Regions from separate parts of the Mus musculus genome. Here regions 1 and 3 are each linked to region 2. A link is a contact called in public HiChIP or PLAC-seq data. All regions are on one chromosome and are shown on one strand. Each heading gives the region's core, a stretch centred on a gene start, on an enhancer-like site or on the middle of the called end of the contact. The rest is flanking DNA. Distances are from core to core; before and after follow the strand shown.

Region 1 (4,445 bases), core at 528-3,027, 210 kb after region 2:
AACCCCCTTCCCACCTCAAACCCATCCCATATCCTCCCTCAATTCTTCCTTCCTTCCCCTCCAAGCCCAAGGTACCCTAAGGCCTGTTTCCACTTCTCCTCTGCTGCCCATCTGGCTAGCTGGAAAGACCTACGGGACCCCAGGGATTCTAAGCAGCTGAGGCCAACACTGGGGGGGGGGGGGAGCAGGAGGGAGGGAAGGCTTAACCCTCCAGGTCCCAGGCTTCAATTGAACCAAGACTTGCTAGTCTTCAGCCTAATCAGTCACTATTGTAGGAATCCAGACATTACACTGGATCTACGATATCACGGGCAAGAGTGCTATTGCAAGCCCCCAATTTTCTGGCTAGATTAAGATATCTAGTGTCAGCCAGGTGTGGTGGCGCATGCCTTTAATCCTAGCACTTGGGAGGCAGAGGCAGGTGGATTTCTGAGTTCAAGGCCAGCCTGGTCTACAAAGTGAGTTCCAGGACAGCCAGGGCTACAGAGAAACCCTGTCTCGGGGGGGGGGGGGGGGAAGATATCCAGTGTCCCAAGACACATATGTGAAGTATCAGTCCTGAAACCCACAGTTTGGTGGGTTGATAGATGCTTCCTGGTAAGGATGGAGGGCAGAGGGGTCCTGGTTCCCAAAGAGCATCATTCTGGCTGTTTCCTCCTTAAACGGGGCCCAGGAGTTTACAAAACAGAGTCATCCAGCATTGAGGACAGATCCTTCCTGTCTTGTTTATAAGTCTCAGGGGGTAATCTTTGCCCTCCAGCTCCCAAGGCCAAACAGAAGACAGCCTAGGGGAAGCCTGGAGAACAGCATTTAGAGGGTAACCTCTTAGGTACCAAGTAAAAGTTAAAATTTACCTTTCTTCTTAGCCCTGACATCCCCGGAGGGAACAGAGAATCGGCCAGAACAGATGGAGTTCTGTGGAATAATCCCCCAGTGATCAATGTGTCCACTAACTCAGAGTTGGGAAGGAGCATGCGATTCCCAGGCCACGGCTCTCCCAAGGCCTCCCTCTCTCTGCTTTATGTTAAAGGTTCCCCTTGCCTCACAATGGCATATCTCATATCCAAGGCTGCCACCGGCTGGGTTCTTCTTATTCATGTTTAGACTCCGATTATTTCTGGCTATCAACTCAGGAAGCACAGGGCAGAAGCCACTGGAGGGGGTGGGGGGTACGTGATGTCAGCATCTGCCCTGAGCTCCCAAGTCCCCTTCAGCAGAGAGACATACCTATCCTAGTTCCCAAGCCTGTAGACTGAGACCTGGTAGAAGAGCTGAAGGTTCAGTGTCTTTGTACTCAGGACCAAACGCCCAATGTCTTCAGGATGCAGAATTACAGGGTGGCCCCAGCCAGAGGTGGGCATCTCCCCAGGGAGTCTCACCAACCAGGATGTCTCTTAGCACTAGCTTTGGAGAAGGGAGAAGGCACCCCAAGAACCCTAGGAAGAGGTGAAGTCAACGAAGAAAGTGGAATTAAAAAAAAAAAAAACCTGTGTCCAGGACTGAGTGGAACCAGCAGGGTAGTGCCCACATCTTAATCCTGCTATGTTTGCCAGAAACCCCACTTACCAGGCCTGAGTCCCCAGGGGCCCCCTCCTCCGCCCTACCTCATTCCCTTCCTCCCAGGCAGGTCTGTGGCTTGGCTGGAAGCTACAGGACTAAGGGAGCACTGATCTGTGGGACAGGCCACATAGCTAAAACCCGGCGGGCCGTAGGGCCCCGCGGAGGAGGCCCCAGCAGGCGGACCAGGTTTCTGAAACCTCCAGACACTTTCAGCCTGTTGCTTATTCATTCAGAGTGGGAAAGCGCCAGCCTAGCGAGCAGCCAGCCAGTGTGGGGCTGGCCATGTAAGGGCCCCAGGAGGTCCTGCCCGTCCCGTGCCCTACGGAAAGCCTCGTGCAGCCCTGGGCACCGCCCCTGCCCTGCCCTGACCCCTTGGCCTCGAAATGCTGTCATCGGAGGAGCCGTCCCGCTCGGGACAAGGCCAGGATGGACAAAGCTAGAGCTTGGGCAGGCGAAGAGCCATCCTGTCCTCGAGGCCGTGGGAAGAGAAGCACGCACCGAGGCCCACTCTCTGCCCACCCGGCCTCTGCAGAAGGGCCACTATGGCTCTGGCCGGAGCCGGCAGCCAGCTGAGGACCCTGGTGTGGAGTGCCTGCCTGTGCGTCCTGGTGCACGGGCAGCAAGCGCAGCCAGGACAGGGCTCGGACCCAGGACGCTGGCGGCAGCTGATCCAGTGGGAGAACAACGGGCAGGTGTACAGCTTGCTCAACTCGGGCTCTGAGTACGTGCCCGCGGGGCCCCAACGAGGGGAGACTAGCTCCAGGGTTCTACTGGCAGGCGCGCCCCAAACGTCGCAGCGGCGCAGTCAGGGGGGACCCCGGCGTCGGCAGGCGCCGTCCCTGCCCCTGCCCGGACGCGTGGGTTCGGACACTGTGCGCGGCCAAACGCGGCACCCGTTCGGCTTCGGCCAGGTGCCCGACAACTGGAGAGAGGTGGCCGTCGGGGACAGTACCGGCATGGCTCGGGCCCGCACCTCCGTCTCCCAGCAACGGCACGGGGGCTCCGCCTCCTCCTCGGTTTCGGCCTCGGCCTTCGCCACCACCTATCGCCAGCCATCCTCCTACCCGCAGCAGTTCCCCTATCCGCAGGCGCCCTTCGTAAACCAGTATGAGAACTACGATCCCGCGTCACGGACCTACGAACAGGGCTACGTGTACTACCGTGGTGCGGGCGGCGGCATGGGCGCGGGGGCAGCGGCTGTAGCCTCGGCTGGGGTCATCTATCCCTTCCAGCCCCGGGCGCGTTACGAGGACTACGGAGGTGGAGGAGGCGAGGAGCAGCCCGAGTACCCGGCCCAGGGCTTTTACCCAGCCCCAGAGAGGCCCTATGTGCCCCAGCCCCAACCCCAGCCCCAGCCCCAGCCGCAGCCTCAGCCCCAACCTTCCGACGGCCTTGACCGTCGTTACTCGCACAGCCTGTACAATGAAGGCACCCCGGGATTCGAGCAGGCCTACCCTGATCCCAGCACCGACGTGTCGCAGGCCCCCGCGGGGGCCGGTGGCACCTACGGTGGCGCTGGCGATCCTCGCCTCGGCTGGTACCCGCCCTATGCAGCCAATGTGCCACCGGAGGCCTACGTCCCTCCGCGTGCGGTGGAGCCACAGCCCCCATTCCGCGTGCTGGAGCCACCTTACTTGCCCGTGCGAAGCTCTGATGCGCCCTCCCAGGGTGGGGAGCGGAACGGCGCCCAGCAGGGCCGTCTCAGCGTGGGTAGTGTGTACCGACCCAACCAGAATGGTCGCGGTGAGTACAATCCACGAGCGCCTTGGCTCGACATTTTGGCCACTGGTGAATTGCTGGTGCGGACCCTGTTTGTTTCTTATCAAAGGCCTTCCAGTGGTGGCTTAACAAGGACCATGCAGCCCCTGCGTGCCTCTCCTCCTGAATCCAACTATTATCCATCTGGGTCAAAGGCCTATCTGGTAGGCCTGTGTTTTGACTCTGGCTTGGGGAGAATAGTGGAAGGACTAGCCAAGTTTTAAGTACTTTGCAGATCTAGCTGGGGTCATCTAGGGACGAGTGGGGAAAGTCTTGCTCCCTTGCTTCTCCCTCTCCCAGGGAATCTCTTAACACTTTTAGAAATTTCCCCTATGCCTGTGCACAAAGTGAGGCAAAGGATCATGGGAGTCTTGGACCTTCAGGGTCAAGAGGCCTTAAGAATGCTTCTAGAGCCGGGCGTGGTGGCGCACGCCTTTAATCCCAGCACTCGGGAGGCAGAGGCAGGTGGATTTCTGAGTTCGAGGCCAGCCTGATCTACAAACTGAGTTCCAGGACAGCCAGGGCTATACAGAGAAACCCTGTCTCGAAAAACCAAAAAAAAAAAAAAAATGCTTCTAGAGATGCTGCAGTGTCCTTGTGCCCTTAGTGAGGTGAGTAAACAGCCAAAGAGCTGCACTAGAACAGACAAAATTTTCAGACCCCTGAGGTGATCCCAACACGGCTGGGGATGCCAGAGCCCACTGGCCAGGGCATAAAATTCAACTGAGCACTAAAGAAACCACAGTAATGAAGATTAGTACTATTTCAGTGCATTAAAAAAAATCTCTTATGAACAAATATGTCCAAATTTTAAACAGACTCAATAATGTTTCCATAACCTGGGGCAAACTGAAAAATCAATAATGGGTCCTTTTTTTATTTGAAATGGGATATTTGTTCATTGCAGATTTTTTGTATTGATTTTGTTTTTAAACACATCACATTAAATATTACTTCTCTAGGGCACCGTACTTCATGATGTTCTGTAAAACATAACCCAGGCTCGTGCTCCACGACCTCACTCTCGTCTTGGCTCTGAGGGAGAGTCCCAGGAAATGTCTGAAGACAGGCCACCCTCTGGCTCTCCCCAGGGATGAAGATATGACCTATCCTTGGGAAGGCCATGT
Region 2 (4,882 bases), core at 1,290-3,789:
TGTGTGTTTGTGTATGCACGTTCACATTCCTGTGTGCTCCCCTGTGGAGACCTGAGGTGGACATTTACTGTCTTCCTCTATCACCCTCGACCTTATCTTCTGAGGCAGGATCACACTGGAGAAGAGTCTCAGCTTGCTGTTGTAGCTAGTTCTTCTAGGATGTTTGTTCCAGGGAGTTTATAGGCAAGCCCCCTTTTCACAAGGGTTCTGGGGATCTGAATTTTGGTCTTTACTCTCTTGTGGCATTCTACTCATTGAGTCAACCTGGGGTTCCTCATATGAGGAACACTGGAAGGCACAGATGCAAATGCAGAGAGGTAGAGATGGTCTGTCCTGCCACTGTCCCTGTCCACTCAGACAAAGGGTTTGCTTTTCTTCCAGACTCTTCTCCAGGTGGCATAGTTATAAGATGGCATATGTCTAATAACAGTACTTTGCAATGTTTCCTGACTTTCTTGCATCACTATTGGATGCATCTAGCATTTAAGTTTTGCTGCTTTTTTTTGGTGTTTGGGTTCATGAATTTTTACACAAGTGTCACTGTTACTTTGATCAAGATCTAGAACAGCGATGGAATCCCACAACGTTCCCTTATGTCCTTCCACAGGCAATAGCCCCGCCCTTGGGTACCATCTGGCTGCTTTCTAGGTGAATTAGCTCTGCTTTTTAACCTGGGAGCTGAATACTACAGTGATACTATTTTGTATCTACCTTCTTCTTCTTCTTCTTCTTCTTCTTCTTTCTTTCTTTCTTTTTAAAGATTTATTTATTTGTTATTTGTAAGTACATTGTAGCTATCTTCAGCCACTCCAGAAGAGGGTGTCAGATCTCCTTATGGATGTTTGTGAATCACCATGTGGTTTCTGGGACTTGAACTCAGGACCTCCAGAAGAGCAGTTGGTGCTTTTTTTTTTTTTTTTCAGTTGGTGCTCTTAACCACTGAGCCATCTCTCCAGGCCCTTGTATCTACCTTCTAGCAAAGACTTCTTTCATTCTTTGTAAGTGGAGTGGTAACACCTCATAGTGCCTGTTCTAGAGCTGTCTTGTCAGTTTGGACACGACTAATACAAGTTTCCACACTATGAGGTTCTACAAGTGGGATTTCTAGACATATTTTATTTTATTTGGGTTAGAAGTGGGGCAGAACAGTTTGTATCCCAAACTGGGCCTCAGGTTCACTACATAGCCAAGGATGACAACACACTTCTGATCTTGCCTCTACCTCCCAAGCGCTGACACTGCAGTGTCTGGTCTGTGCAGTGCTGGGAATGAAACCCAGGGCTCCGTGCATGCTCCATCCCTAGCTCTCTGAGTTCACCTGAAATGCTGCTGGAGTTGGCAGCTGTCTGGGCTGCCTTTTTAAGCTGGGCCCATACAAGAGGGTCATTAGCAAAATAGATTCTAGAAAGTGCAAGGACAGTATTGAGGATCCAGGCTCCTTCTGGGCTCTCAGGGACTCTCAGGGATGGAGTCCCCGTTGAGCAGTGGCTAGGACTTGTAGCCATTTCTTTCTCATCTCTCTGGACTCTTCAGCATCTCCTTGGGAGCTGTGTGCATTTCTGGGCTCTCAATCCTGGACAAATATATCTACCGACCCACTGGATATGTGGATGTGGACCTGTGGATGCATGCCAGGCTGAGCTCGGGGTGCAGAACTCTTGACTAAGATTGATGGGAAGACTCATCAGCATCCTGGATTCAGGTGCCCTGGGGCAAGGGCACTGCCTGCACTGAATCCCAGGGCGTCCATAACCTGCCATTTGGTTCTACAGGTCTGGGTTATTATGATGATATTTTATTACTAATGAGGCAGGATTATTTGGGAGCAGGGCAGAAATCTGGGTCTCATGGGGTACACAAATTGCAACCCTGAGATTGAAAGTCAGTGACCTTAGCCTTCTACCTTTTCTAGCATCTGTGTTGCAAAATATCTTCACCCACCACACCCTCAGCTTCCCTTAGCTAATATGATCTTTGGTCCTTCTCTGAACATGTTTCATTATTGTTCTTTCCAGACTGGGGTCCTGGCTGAGATCATACTGCATCCACGCATAATAGATTAACCTCCTTGATCCTGCACACTCTGCTCCCAGTGACAAAGCTCCGGGCTCCATTTAGTCCAGTAGACTCTGGCTGTGCGTGTTAAAATCACTTAGGGAGTTTTTAATAATACTGGTGTTTGGGCTCCCTCCCCAGAAGTTCTGATGCAATTGGGTGAGGTCATTGCTGAATATTTGATACATGTTCTCCAGGGGCTCTAACGAAACTTTGCAAGTTAATGCAAAACAGAATTCTGAGAGAGAGAGAGAGAGAGAGAGAGAGAGAGAGAGAGAGAGACACTCCCCCTCTTCCCCACAGAACTTTGAGGCAGGCACCAAAGCAAGCAGCTATTCTGTCCTTACTGTAGGTGACCAAGGGATTCTTGCTTTTTAGCTGTTAGAAGCTCAGAAAAACTGAACTAAGGAAAAGAGGAGGAAGTGGTCAAATGTGTGGTGGGACCCAGAGGTTAGTAGGAACCCCACTCCTGTCATCAATAGATCATGCATCAGGCCCTGGAGAAAAGTGGAACCTAGTGCCATGTATGCTGGTTCAGCTTCCTGATAGCAAATGGGGGTCTCTTACCCACGTCCACCTTTTCCCTCTGTGTCTCTCTCCTGTTACTCACCCCCCAAACCCAGGCCTCCAGATGTGCACAGTCACGTGGCTCCCTCCCTCCAGCATCGTGTGCTCAATGAGGAGAGGAACAATTTGTTTCCTTCCTGTAAGCAGCCATCAGCCCCTGGAGCCTGTGCCAGAGTACGAGGGAAATAACCTTCTCTCTCTTCCTGTCCCTTGTCTCAGATGTGTTCCTACCCGAGAGTAGCCTGGGGTCCTAACTATGCTACAGATCCACACTAGCCAGAGTGACTGAACTTAGCATCTCTTTCCTCCCTTGGCTCTCACCCTTGCAATTGCCTCCACCTCTGCAACAGCATCCTGAAGGTCTTTGGCCTCTAGTTCCTCCTCAGGCTCCAGACTTAGTTCCAAGGCCCATGGTTCAAGGTCAGCATGCTCCCAGGTCCGGTGTGTGGCCTGTTACCATCTGATCCCTATGTTGCTATATCCCCTCCATGGAAGTCCCTGTACTGTGTCACTCCTAATGTTGGAGATAAGGAGGAAGGGCCAATATGTTTGCAAAGCATTATTTGGTAAGACAATGCAGTAGAGTTATTGCTAAAGAAATAATGCACTCGGGCTGGAGAGATGGCTCAGTGGTTAAGAGCATGGACTGCACACTTCCAGAGGTCCTGAGTTCAAGTCCCAGCAACCACATGGTGGCTCACAACCATCTGTAAAGGGCTCTGATTCCCTATTCTGATGTGTCTGAAGACAGTGTACTCATATACATTAAATAAATAATATTTTAAAAAGAAATAATGCACTTGTGTGTGTGTGTCCTTGTGTGCATTTAAGTGTGTTTAGTCATCTATGTACAAGTGGCAGAGGGTGGCTTCAGGTCCTAGGTCCCAGGCTCTGAGAGAAGGACGGGAAGAAAGGCTATTTCCCTCAGTTCCTGCCTTAGTTTTTGAGGCAGGATCTCTCACTGAATCTCTTTTGGACCAGACTGCAAGCTCCTGGGCTCCACCTGTCCTCTGTCTCTCCCAGAACTACAGTTATTGTGCTTTGCCATGTCCAACTTCTTATGTGGGTTCTGGGGATCTGAACTTAGGTCCTCCAACTCGTACAGCAAGCACATTACCCCCATCGAAGCATCTCTCCAGTTCAGTGGATGCATTATTTCTTGGTCCTCTGGCACGGATGTCTGTGTGCCACTTTCGTACCCAAGGCCCACAGAATCCAATGAGGGATACGGCAGGGAACTCAGAATCCTCTGAATTCAGTCCTCTGTAAGAGCAGCCAGTGCTCTTAACGGCTGATCCATCTCCCCAGTGCCATATCCTAGGGTTTTTGCAAAGGCATCAAGTTCCTTGTCACGGCTAATGTTGTTGTCCAGGTTTTAGAGGTGGCTCAGCCTCCTTTAGGAGACTGGACTCAGGGCCTTCATGACCTGGAAGACATGGCCAGAGTGCTGATTCCCCTGGTGTCTGTCTTCTGTTCTCCTGAGTGTCCTGTGGGCTGTGTCCAGGAAGATCTGGGTCAGCCCAGCAGGAGAGTGTGCTAGTGGCCTGGGTTGAGCACTTTGGGCATTGGAGGAGCATACAGAGACAGTATTCCATTTCATCTGGGTAACAATACTGAGGGAATAGAGGGCTGGATCATGAAGGACAAGAGGACAGGGTGGCCGATGAAGCAGCCTAACTCATTTTCACAGTCTCTTATTCACAGAACTGTATCTCCCCACATCCACCCAGGCTCTCCCGATTCTAGCACCTGTCCTCTCTCCTCTGCCTTTTTTTTTTTAAATCCTATACTTTCTTGCCATCCTCTCCACCCTACCTCTGCACTTACTGTTTCCCAGCCACAAAAAGAGCTGGCTATTGTTTTCCCAGAGACACCCTCATCTCCAGCAGCTGGTCTAGACTGTGCACCCCACCACCCCCACTTCCACCGTTCTCCAGATAGACCCAGAACCACATTAATTCAATTTTCTGAACTGATTGTCGGTGGCTGGAGTTTACTCCTGCAATCTCCATGAAAAAAAAAAAGGAATTTCCCAGCAAATGAATAATGCAAATGAGACCCTTAACCTATTTAAAAAGGAATAAGCTACTTGAGAAATCTTTTGGAAGCCCCTTATTTACCTGGGAACAATTGATATGGTAATTGCAAGTAATTCTTTTTTTTTAAATTATTATTATTTACCAGAGAAGGCTCCCGAAGGCTGGTGGCCTCCTCCCACGTCCTTGATGGGATCAGCTACCTGTGCTATTCCTGTGGGAGC
Region 3 (4,587 bases), core at 1,117-3,616, 150 kb before region 2:
CGGATTTGATCAAGTTCTTGATCTATGAGGCATACAAGAGACAGGATACATATGAAAAGCATGCTTGCAGGCACAAGAACAGAGTTTAGTTGAGGGTGAGTCTAGGGGTTACGACTAACAATGGGCTGTGAGTAGCTTTGCTCTTCCTGTTTGTATGCAGTATGCATGCATTGGTGTGGGTGTGCTTCAATGTATGGGTGCACGTTTGCAATTAGAAGCCAGTGGTCAGCTTTCAGTGTTACTCCTTAGGAGCCATCCACTTCAGTTTTGAGGCAGCATAGCTTCCTGGGACCTGGTTTTGCTGATTAGGCTAGACTGCTGGCCAGCCAGCCCAGGAGTCCTCCTGCCTGTCACCCACTAGCACTAGGATTATACTATATCCTCGCACCTAGCTTTTTATGTGGATCTAAGGATCAAATTGTTAGGCAGCCCCTAATTGTTAGCCCCTAATTTATACATTTTTGAATGGTTAAAAAAGCATTGAGAAAGGAATAATATATTGTGAGATGTGAAGGACTGTCTAAAGTTCTGATTTCAGTGTCCATGGTAAAGCCTTGCTGGCCAGCAGCCACACTTGTTCGTCTGTGGTGCTTTCTCACACCACAGGCCTAAGTTCACACTCCTATAATATTTACTCATTAGCCCTTTCCAGAGAGAAATCTGTTGATTTCTGATCTAGAGACTCAGTGACTTAATGCCTCATCAGAGATCATAAGGGCAGATGAGAAAAGACAGGGAAAAGTCGGCAGGCCTAAGGGACCCAGCAGCCCCATGTCAGAGTAAGGATGCTATCCTAGCCATGCCAGCATGTGGATGGCATTTGGATGTCTGGTCACACAATGAAGGGCTGTAGAAAAAAGCCAGAAGACAGGAAAATGTGATATTGTCAAAGACACTCAATGACAAGGAATTGTTAATTTTTAAAGATTTGATTTTGTGATTATGTTTTTAAACTTTTTATTGATTCTTTGTGAATTTCACATCTTGTACCCCAATCCCACCCATCTCCCCACCCCTCCATATCTGCCCCCATCTTTGTGACCTCCCTCACCCACCAAAACCAATATATATATATTTTTAAAACCATACCATAGAAGCTGCGATGTGTCCCACAGCACATCCTTTGCCCCACACAGCTTTACTTGTAAATGTTGGTTGCATTGAGTCATTGTTCTGGTTCGAAGCCTGTGGTTCTGATACATCACTACTGGATCTCCTCTGTGACTCTGCTTGGAAATCCTGTAGCTTTGGTTACTCCAGCAATTCATAGATGGAGTAGATATTGGTGTGGGCCAGCTCACATCCCTGGATCTGAGCCTGGGTTGGTCAGCCCGCCAGCTCTCCAGTACCCCATCACCACCACCACCACCAGGGCCAGTTCTCCCTACCACCACAGGCAGCTTAACAGCACTATACAGGCACGGTGCAGGGCCAGGGCCAGCTCTCCAGAGTGCTGCAGCTAGCAAGGAGCAGGGCCAGCCCATCATACAAAGGGATCGATCATAAAGTAGCCCATGTTAGGAGCACAGTCTGTCTGATATTTCAGAGTGCCATGCCTGGTGTTCTTTATCTCGATGAGCAAGTAGCTGATTACTGTGCCGGACATCATGAAGCTGCCCGAGCCTACCATAATATCCTTGGAGCCAACTGTCTGTTCCATGATGCTCAGCAGCCACACCAGAGCACCTGATCTGCACACATGGCCGTCATCTACCTGCCTGTTCTCTGCAGCCCACCCAGACCCATACCCCATCCCGCCACAGCAAGTTGTGCTTATGTTTTTAGAGACCTGAGCTTTGAAGCAATACAACCTGTGATATTTACAGATATTTGTCTTAGCTTCAGGATGATCCAGGGCATGGGTGGCTGTGGGGTGGGTGTAATGAGGGGCTGTGTGTGACAGTTGTAACCAGATCATTTCATTGTGCTAGTTTTCTCTACTCTTGTATGGATGCTTCAAGATTTATATTACACAATGAAAACAAAACAAAACAAAACAAAACAAAACAAAACAAAAATCTGTGCTGGGGGAAGGAAGGTTGAGAGTTTTAGGCCAGTATGGACTGTGTGAGGAGACTGTTTCTCAAAAAGTTACAAGTGAAAAATAGATGTCCAAGCAAAAAGGTTTCCTTTGGGAATGAAGGGGGAATAAGTAGTCTGAGAAACTCTCACAGACCTGTGGTGTGTCTGAAGGTTTTATTAGAAAGAATAAAAGCTCCATAAGATTCTTTGAATGAAAGCCCTTGGAAGAAAGAGAGACAGCTGATTGGCTCAGCCTGCAGTTCCCATGAGGCCAGGCACAGAGTCCTAGCAGGTGAGTGTGTGAGGCAGAGGCTGCAGCAGGCATTTGTGACTCAGTCTCTGGACTCTGTTGCAGTCACTGGGAGGAATGACTGGTGCAATCAGCGTCATGCTGTGGCCTTACTCATGGTTGCTGGTTACTGTTAAACTGCCAGAGCTTCAGCGTGAGATCCCAGGGTTGTGTTTCTGGCCCAGGGAGCTCCTGTGTAGCATCTCAGGCTATGGGCTACGATCATCAGCCTGAGATAGGATGTTTGTTTCTGTGGGAAATATGAGGTGACCCCTTGGAAATTAGACCAGTGTTTCTTCTCCATCACAACATGGCAGACTTTTTAACGAAGTAGGAATACCCACATTCAAGTCCTAGGCTACCATCTAATCCTGACCCACCTGCAAATGATTTTTATGCCTGTCTCATTGTTCTTTCTGACTAAATAACCACTGGCTATCACTGTTGAAAGCACACCCCTTGCTGCTTCTTTCTTCCCTCATGTTGTGTCCTGCAAAGACTCTATCTGGGATATTTTTCCTCTTTTCAGTATAATTTGAACCTCAGAGCTACAGAAGGGAGTGGAAACACAGCCCTGAAGCTTTAGGCGGAATCTCATTTTTAAATATATTGCCACCAGCACCTGAGTGATTGCCAGTACCCCTTCATCAGGAAGCCTTTGGCGCCCAGAGCTTGGGACTGAGGGTTATCTCTCAGCAGTTAGTTATCCAGCTATTTCTGGAGCCATGGTCTCATGTGCTTCTCTCAGAGTCAGGGTCTTTGTAGCAGGTGGGAATGCTTTGCCATTTTGTGAACATGAAGTGCCCTGTTCACATCAAAGCTTATGAAGTCACACTTGGCATGGGTTTAAAGCTGATTTATCTTGTTTAGTACCAGTGACCCTACCTGCAGTGACATCCTCCTGCGTAATGGCTAGCTTACACTGGCCAGCAGAGTTGGAACCAAGAGGCATCAGAGACCAAGTGTAGAGACACAGGCCTGTAATCTCAGCATTTGGGAGGCGTGGACAGGAGGGCGCCAAGTTAGAGGCCAGCATGAGGTATATAGCAAGGAAACATATCTGGAAAGGACCAGGAAGTGCATCAGAGCCACTAAAGACACCAGTGCAGTGAGGGAGAGAGTCCCAGAAGATGAGGGCAAAGGCATTCTTTTTGGCCATGCTTATTCACAGTGGACTCAGCACCTGAGTCCTTTGTGTCCTCTGCTCCCTCTCCTGATCTCTCCGTTTGTTTATGGAGACTTTTTATTGTTAATTTTTGAGAGTGGGTTTTGCTCTGGATCTCACTATGTAGCTCAGGCTGTCCTAGACCTTATGGCAGTCCTCCTGCCTCAGCTTCCCATGAGCCACCATGGCAAGCTTTCAGGGCGACTGTGGGGGTGGGGTTAGGGACCAAACGGTGACAAGACTCTGGAAATGAACTACAAGGTGTACAATGCAGGTAAGGCATGTGCGAAGTTGTCCTTACAGACACCACATGCACTTCGGGGGCCCTGGGAACTCCAGGAACCCTGCCCAAACCCAGCAAGATAAAGGTGGTCAGAGTCTGAAGGGAGAAAGGGAGAGTCAGGCACAGGCCCAAGATTGGCTCCTCCATTTTGTGGTAATCCAGACAGGCTGGATATAAAGTGCAAAACAAACAAACAAACAAACAAACACAAAATTTTTTTAAAAACCTGGATTTCAAATATTTATTTTAAAAAGTGGAAGTTATATAAAATATTTTATCTTAAACTCCACTTTTTTTTGAGGGTGTACATTTCACATTAACTAACAAAAACATAGCATGTTCTGGGTAGCTCAGCAGGTAAAAGGCTTGTTGCACAAGCCTGACCTGGATTTAACCCCTGGAAGGAGAGAACACAATCCTGCAAGTTGCCCCCTGACCTCCACACTTGCATGATGGCGCCCCTCTCCTCTTGCTAAATAAACAAACAAATGCAATAAGGTTTAGTGCGGTAATGTCTGTGCGTCGCGCATCATTACTGACGTATGATGGGTGCAGGCCGATCTGCAAATGCATCCCTAGCACTCGGCCTCAGGTCAGAGGGTAAATACATTTGCATTGCCAAATTGTGCACCATAAGCACTGCGCTAATGTGTACTCTATGCCTTCCCCACAGCCTGCCACCTGAAACAGCTTATTTGGGGGTGTCATAATGACACATTTCTTCTTACTAATCTGGGAGTTTTTGTCCTGTTTTTGAGACCAAGTTTCATTGTGAAACTTGAGCAGATCTCAAACGTGGCAATATTTCTGAGTCAGTATTCCTAAGTA

What was found. HiChIP or PLAC-seq counts read pairs in DNA pulled down with a chosen protein or histone mark.
Region 1: a contact with region 2 is called in an H3K27ac HiChIP or PLAC-seq map of embryonic fibroblasts, with 5 times the contacts expected there. The contact joins the promoter of Loxl1 here to the enhancer-like site in region 2. A contact is called at or near these places in 1 of 39 promoter capture datasets (hippocampal neurons), 1 of 15 datasets of contacts at CTCF or cohesin (the NIH/3T3 cell line), 14 of 484 Hi-C or Micro-C datasets (the G1E-ER4 cell line, cochlea, embryonic fibroblasts and 5 more), 12 of 115 datasets of contacts at active chromatin or transcription factors (the NIH/3T3 cell line, craniofacial prominence, embryonic basal ganglia and 8 more) and 1 of 9 other capture datasets (embryonic stem cells).
Region 3: a contact with region 2 is called in an H3K27ac HiChIP or PLAC-seq map of embryonic fibroblasts, with 4 times the contacts expected there. The contact joins two enhancer-like sites. A contact is called at or near these places in 1 of 484 Hi-C or Micro-C datasets (bone marrow-derived macrophages), 3 of 115 datasets of contacts at active chromatin or transcription factors (embryonic fibroblasts and embryonic stem cells) and 4 of 9 other capture datasets (adipose tissue, embryonic stem cells, liver and 1 more).

The regions. Positions count from the first base shown.
Region 1 is chr9:58,310,544-58,314,988 of GRCm38.p6, reverse strand. Loxl1 (lysyl oxidase-like 1) reads left to right here and starts at 1,777. Exons shown (of 7, transcript NM_010729.3): 1 at 1,777-3,303. The coding sequence starts at 2,103.
Region 2 is chr9:58,515,893-58,520,774 of GRCm38.p6, reverse strand. No RefSeq gene overlaps it. Among named protein-coding and RNA genes, the nearest start is that of Gm51678, 8.0 kb to the left of the region's middle. Within about 2 kb of position 2,539, at least 62 of the 459 cell types and tissues checked have an H3K27ac peak or open chromatin away from gene starts, as enhancers often do. A contact at or near this core is called in embryonic fibroblasts, where this site is marked.
Region 3 is chr9:58,667,095-58,671,681 of GRCm38.p6, reverse strand. The region is part of intron 2 of Rec114 (REC114 meiotic recombination protein); the gene reads left to right. Among named protein-coding and RNA genes, the nearest start is that of Rec114, 72 kb to the left of the region's middle. Within about 2 kb of position 2,366, at least 18 of the 459 cell types and tissues checked have an H3K27ac peak or open chromatin away from gene starts, as enhancers often do. A contact at or near this core is called in embryonic fibroblasts, where this site is marked.